2 separate regions of the Cyprinus carpio genome follow, and region 2 is linked to region 1. The links are chromatin contacts, called in public Hi-C maps. All regions are on one chromosome and are shown on one strand. The core of a region is the stretch at or near the end of the contact, and the rest is flanking DNA. Distances in the headings are between cores, read along the strand shown. Region 1 holds the start of haao (3-hydroxyanthranilate 3,4-dioxygenase). Region 2 has its middle 62 kb from the start of LOC109076348.

Evidence for each region. Hi-C and Micro-C count contacts between places; a contact is called where the count stands out from the background.
Region 2: a contact with region 1 is called in a Hi-C map of liver, with 5 times the contacts expected there. The contact joins the enhancer-like site here to the promoter of haao in region 1. A contact is called at or near these places in 3 of 8 Hi-C or Micro-C datasets (liver and skeletal muscle).

What each region holds. Positions count from the first base shown.
Region 1 is chrB13:9,221,590-9,225,186 of ASM1834038v1, reverse strand. It overlaps haao (3-hydroxyanthranilate 3,4-dioxygenase), which reads left to right and starts at 2,041. Exons shown (of 10, transcript XM_042736374.1): 1 at 2,041-2,230; 2 at 2,339-2,417; 3 at 3,502-3,585. The coding sequence starts at 2,142.
Region 2 is chrB13:9,360,166-9,363,762 of ASM1834038v1, reverse strand. No RefSeq gene overlaps it. Among protein-coding and RNA genes, the nearest start is that of LOC109076348, 62 kb to the left of the region's middle. Within about 2 kb of position 1,947, at least 3 of the 8 cell types and tissues checked have an H3K27ac peak or open chromatin away from gene starts, as enhancers often do. A contact at or near this core is called in liver and skeletal muscle, where this site is marked.

The DNA.
Region 1 (3,597 bases), core at 792-3,291:
TACATTTAAATACAGCCCTGTTTACTTCTTCTGTCAAACCCAAAAGGCTACATTATGAACTCAAAGTCTCACTCGTTTGTTTATTTGAGAAAGGTCTTCTGGGGTTGCCATGAAGGTCTTGCATCAATATAAATTACATTGGCTCATCAAACAAATACTTTGGTCTATATCTGTCCACGTCTACACTAATAAAAACATCACCATTTCCCCAGAGAAGGAGACGTTCACCAGACAAGCGTGTTTACCACTTTAGGAATAATTTAAGTACATTTAAAATATGAAATTCACAACCTTTGCTGAAACCAATCTCTTTAATTCTACTTCTAAAATGAAGGAAGGTATGGTGGTCTTTTATATATAAAAGTGAAAGAGGCAGCCAGTAAATAATGGGGCAGAGGAGCTGTCAGGGTGATGGTGCAGTGCAAATAAGCCGCAGTGATGAAATAACATGACAACAGAAATAACTCCGGTGGGCTGTGGGTTCATTTCAGTTTAAGCTATTTTTCAGGATGCTTTCCAGTTTTGACTCTTCAATGTCTACTGACGCACACTCCCTGCGTCGCTTCTCCTCTTCCACCAAACACCCTGCATTCTGAAAGCTATCTGCAGCTATTGTTCTGAGCTCTGAATAAATGTCCCATTTATTCGGCATGCATATTTATTTTTGTGCCCTTTATGCTCTCTTCCCATTTTAACGGGCTTCTTCCTCAATTTTTCTAATATAAACACATCTCTATTTGTGTGTTACCAGCCTCTCTATTTTTGTTTCGTTTCTTGCTTTTCCATATTTGTAAATTCTCAGATTTTAGGGATCTTAATAATTCTGAAAGCAATTAGATCAGTGCATAAACACTGAGCAATACATCTGAATAAATTGTGACGATGTGAAAAGTATCATGTGTTGGTCGATGAGCATTATTTATTACCATTTTATTTTATTTTATTTTATTACCATTTTAGTATGGGTTTTGTTTGATTTACTCTTTATTTGACTTACACTTCTCTTTGAAACCTCCCACTTTTCTCGGTGGCTCAATATCAGTCAGCCATTTAGAGATCACGGGGAAGCTATAGAGTCGCTTACTTGTGGCAAAAGGAGAAGTGGTTATCCTTTCAATTTACAGAAAAGTCATGGTGACAAGGCCATCAAATCTGTGTTCATATACAGTATCTGTCTAAACTACAACCACAAGATGCACGTGAGATGCATACATTGAAGTGAACATTACAAATGTGTGTTTTTAAGACTGTTTGTATATACTGTAATGTACAGAGTAGGCCTATATAAATAAATGAAAAAAAAATCATGCTATGAAGCTTCATTTGTTTGTGTTGCTGATGGCATAAATCACTTAAAGTACTTATGTACTTCCAGCATAAAATCTTTTATCTAAGATCTGTACTTTGCATTTCTGCTTTAACCTATTGTCTTCTAGCAAGGCACATGTTCAGTTTGGTGTTAGATGACTCACAAACCTTACGCATTTTCTGCAAATGATTAATGATAAATGAGGAATTAAGTATCATAGGATCATAGCACTTCCTATTTGTATCCAACGCTATAACTTTACCTTCGGTCTGGTAAGTTTTTAAATTGTACCAAATGGCTCACATTTATGCCAACTTGTCAAGTGTTGTTTCGATCTACTGATGATGAATAATGAATCATTTGTGTAATTTATGGTGTCATACCTGTAAACTCTAAAAGTTTTGATGGCATTTTCTTTTCATATTACCTCCGTATAATGCTTGTAATAAATAATGTTTACTTTATGTAACTGTTCCACACGCGCCACCTTCTGGCAAATAATTAATTTGGATATTCACATTTTACACAGAACAGTGTGAATGTTAACTGGCATATCAACAAGGAAAAAAAATCGAAATTTGACAAATAATTGTCAGGAAGCTTAAAGGGTGGGGGTGGGGGTGGGTATTTACCTTAAGGCACCCCTGGTCAGCACTGATAGGTTACTGCTGCGTAAACATGGATTTTAACCTCACGGTCACATACTGCATGTATGAGCACCGCCCCCATTATTCAATAACTCAAAGGTAGTTTGTCACCACTGCTGAAAAAGTTGTTGCCTACTCAGACAGATTATTGCAAGAATCTTGCTGTATTCCAAAATTAGTGAAAAATGACCAACCAGGCTCTTCATGTCAACACTGACAAGTGGATTGCTGAAAATGAGAATTCATTTCTACCACCTGTATGCAACAAATTAATGTAAGTGAGTTAAACTTATCTTTCATAAACAAACAAAAACATGCCTTATATAATCACATTGATAAAAATACAAAATATCATAAGCCTTATCTTTACATTGTGTTTTAGGTTCTTTTATCAACTGAATATTATGTATGTTGGAGGTCCAAATGCAAGGAAGGATTATCACATTGAGGAAGGGGAAGAGGTGAGGTGCTATTCATGTAACAAATGAGATAATATTACAAATTAACATGACATGTTCATTTAGGAATAGCTGACTTGCTTTTTTATTTTGATTAACTGCACTGTATTCTGGGAATTAGACCCGAGAAGGCTAACAGGTGATAAGAACAGAATTAGCCATGATCTTCACAAAAGGTTAGTGCTTTAGACTCAGCAGCTGTGGGATTACATTTACCAGGAAACGAAGAGGAAAAGGACAAGAGTGCATAACTAATTATTAAAGATGATCTGATATTGACAGCATGATTTTCTACACCTGCATTGAACTTTGGGATTTGCACCACACACCGTTCACTACATTTCACTACATGGACTGCATAGTTTTCCAAATGCACTTTGCATTTTTAATGGGGACAAAGTCTTTGTGAAAAGTTTTTTGATTTTCAATTTAATTAAATTTTTTAGCTGCATTTTATTTTTTAGCTGCATTTCTGCATGGCATTAAAAATCATTTATAAAGCACCTTTACAGTGGCAAATTTCCAAATCAAACAACAGCAGGAAATTAATAGAATTGACTCTTGCTGAGCATTTCACAATAATACACCTTTAAAAAAAAATGACCTAGTTTGGTTTAGTGAGCCGGTCAGGACTGTTTATTGGTTAATGTTTTAATCTTGGTCGCTAGAGGTCAGTGCAAACCATCCGAGTCGTGGCTTTTTTGCTCTAGATATTCCACACATGATGAGCATTTACTTTTGAGGCACAATATCTTACATAAGTCTTCTGTTGAGTGTCATTTAGGCTTTGTGAAGGTTTAACAGTTAAACTGTTAAATCAGATACAGTTCACAGGGTTGAATGATATAGATTTTCTCTGGAAGAAGAAATGGCCCCATCTAGCATGAAGTTTCATTCCTAGGCTATAAATAAAAGCACACTCGCAGAAAAAGAGTTTCTGACACAGCAGCACTACATTTGAAATACAGGTCAAAGTTACAAGGCTGATGATTTCAGACAAAGGAAAGCTAAAAAATGTGTGATCCAGCTCACAGAACACTAATATTCCTCTCACTGACTTCCTGTTTTATTTGCCTTTGTGTCGCAGCTCTTTTACCAGGTGAGGGGCGACATGGTTTTGAAAGTGATAGAGGACGGCAAGCATAAAGACATACACATTCGAGAAGGAGAGGTGAGAATCATC
Region 2 (3,597 bases), core at 698-3,197, 140 kb before region 1:
CCCCCCCATGGAACGCTTAATTCTTATGGTAACAAAACATGCTGTAGCCTGTAATGAACTCCATGACACACACACAAACACACACACACACACCCACACACACACACACACGCGCGTGCGCGCACACACACACACACACACACACTAATTTCAAGAATACTGTAGTGCTGTACAACTATTTGCAAACTGGCAGGAATTAACTGGCATTATCTACAAATGAACCAATGGAAATGATTATATTTACATAATTAGCAAGTCCACATGTAAAGTGTCTGCAGAACTCCAGAAAAAGCTCTGCAGAATTCCAGAAATGGAACGCCGATCATTTGCAAAGTTCTGTTTCGCTGCATGTTTGTTTATGAAATATTTTGGCTAATTTAATTATGCTTTCAGCTACCTGTCAGACATTTCTTCAAACTGACACATTTTCACATGCTTAAATCCATTCCACAGACTTCAGCAGATTTTTCTTCTAAAATCAGCTCAGCGAATTCAGAATATTTGACACATTCTGTCTGGGCCTCAAGATGAGAGGAGGAAATCTAAAGTATATTTGTGCAGTTAATTTTACCTCCCCAAACAGGCCATCTTATACCTTCACATCCTGATTCCTGTGACCAATTGAGAAAGAAGACCAATAAATATTCAGTCTATCCACCCATATACACAGAAAATCAGTTTTTGTGTGTGTGCTCAAAACTGGTCTATAGGATTGATGTTCACATTTTGCTAGTCATCATTTTGAAATCTGATCCATTTGTTTAGACAATATAGTGTGTATTTAATATTGTTTGCTCTTATGCTCATCAATGCTGCATTTATTTGATAAAAATACAGCAATATTGTGAAATATAATTACATTTTAAAATATCTGTTTTATATTTTAAGATATTTTTAAATGCAATTTACTCCTGTGATCAAAGCTGAATTTTCATCATCATTACTCCAGTCTTCAGTGTCACATGATCCTTCAGAAATCATTCTAATATGCTGATTTGCTGCTCAAGACACATTTCTGATTATTATCAATGTTGAAAAAATTTGTGCTGCTTAATATTTTTGCTGAATCCATGATATATTTTATTCTGATGTATAGAAGACATTATACTGCCACTTGATCAATCAGAACCTTGCTGAATAAAAGGGTTAATTTCTTTTTCAAAAATCTTTACAAAAAGATTGATGGAAATCTGGAAACTTTGCCTTGGCTCATGCTCATCGTGCCACATCGCTGTCTTGAACTTGAGTTGCATGAGACTATCAGAGGATTTACAAAAATCGAATTATATTAAAATTTCAAACCATCTATAAATGCGCTTCAGAATCAATTTTGTTGCAATTGTTCAGAAAAACGAACACGATTCTAAAAGAATATGCAGAATATCAGTTTTTTTGTGTGTGAGTGGCTGAGACTAAAGACAGCGTTTGGATACATCAGCAGAGCTGTGTGTGGCTTCTATGTCATTCCTCAGGGTTTATTTTTGCCTCCGTCGCTCTAAAACAGGCCTACTGGTCTATGTGGCTTCAGTGACTATTGCCATGACCCTAGTTATGACTGCGCGTGTGTATGTGTGTGTGTGTGACCCCTAGGTTGTCTGGCAGGCTGACTCACTGTGAGACTATGCTGTCTGCTGTTTCAACACCTGTCCATCTGCCCTGATGTCTAAAAACAGAAACAGTGTGCATGGATGTGTGTTTGTGATGTCTGCCTCTCACCTAGCTAGGCTAGTATACAGACACTCAAGGAATCTGTTGTGTGGACAAACAGCGTGGCCAAGGCCATAGTTACAAATGCACACACATTAATCTAACCAAAATGCTATTAGCACAGAAATGCCAACCTGTTTCCATGGTCTTGACAAAGAGTATGTAAAGGTCAGAGTTTGTGCTGGTTTACTTTTCTTCGGAGAAGAAATGAGGAGCGAAGACAGTGTGTTTGTGTTAAACCTCGTGCTGTGTGTGCCAAGAAAAGCTTTCCAAGTAAAACAGATGCATCACAAGAAAAACTGGCCCAGTTACTTTGCGAATACAAAAGCCTGAACCACACCAAACTAACAGTGCATTGGTCTGACTATAAAAGTAAGAGATAGACAGATAAGATAGAGAGAAAGAAGGGCAGAGAGAGTAGAATTATGTGACAGAATTTCCATGGCCCATTTTCACACACAGATGACCACAGCGCCCCCTAGTGACACTAAAGCCACACATGCCACAGATCATTCAACAAATATGATCTCTGCAATATCTCAGTTGTTTTTCCTAGACAGCACTGAGATTAAATACAGAGAAATTTCTCTTGCTTATATTTTTCTTCTCAGAAAAAGACCAGGTGTCTCCTCTAAAGTTTCATCTCTGCATCTCAATATGTGTTTAGATTAACCTAAATTTGAACGCATTTTTTTTTTCTCAGAAAACCAAATTAACTGAGCTATGCTATTTTTTTCCCTACTAAGAAGCCATTCAAAAGTTTAAGGTCAGTAAGATTTAAGATAAATTAATACTTGTACTTTTATTCTAAAATACTTTTATGTAGAAAGGAGACATTAAATGGATCAAAAGTGACATTAAAGATATTTATAATATTGCTAAATATTTCTATTTGAAATAAAAGCTGTTCTTTTAAGCTTTCTAATCATTAAATAATTGTAAAAACTAATACTATGTTTTTATTATTTTAATAATAATTCACAAATGTTTTCAAAAATGATAATATATATATAATATTCTCTGAGTGTAAGGAAATATTTTCCAATTTAAGGGATTCTTTTCCTTCTACTAAAATCAAAGTCCTGTTATGTGTGAAAACTTCAAAATCCTTTGATAAAGCGACTATTGGAAAACATATTATAGATCAGTACAGTAGAGTTAGTGTAAGGAAATAGCAACGTTTGTGAATAAGCTCTCTGAATGGCATCCTCTCTCAGTGGTCAATGACGGGATACTGGCTTGGCAGGAGGTGCTGTCGCAAAGATTACTGTCGGCCCACTGGACCATTTGAAAAAGCAGCCCCCTTCAGACAGACAGACAGACACACACACACACACACACACTGCTTCTCTGGGCAGGCAGCCTGGTGTGGCTGAAACTCAACTCAACTCTGTCAAGATTATTCACTCTGCTCTCTTTCTTTCTATCTCTTTTCATCTTTTTGTCTATCCGTCTGTCTGCTTTCCCCCTTTTGTCTCCGTTTTTTGTCTGTTGCATTAATCTTACAACCAAAAACATGCTCTCAGAAAGTACAAATCACAAGCATAGGGTTTGGCCGTATGAATCTAATGAAACCCAAATATCAATAGCTCATCTTGCTCATCAACTTTGAAGTTGCCTCAGTGACATCAAAAGACAAGTCCGTCCCTCTAAAAACTCTTCAAATCAATAACAATCACAGCTTCCCAGCAACCTCTCCTCAGCCGTCCTGTTCCTTCGCTCTCAGAGGAAATGAGAGGGGTCCTACTGTGAGTCCAGCTAACTTTGCGGCTACGACCGCCAGCTTGATGAGTTTTATTTAGTTCACCAACCCCCCACCCCCTCCCTCTCACTCTCACTTTCTCTCCTCTTTTACTCTGTCATTCTTTTTGAGCTCTTCTAATCCAATTT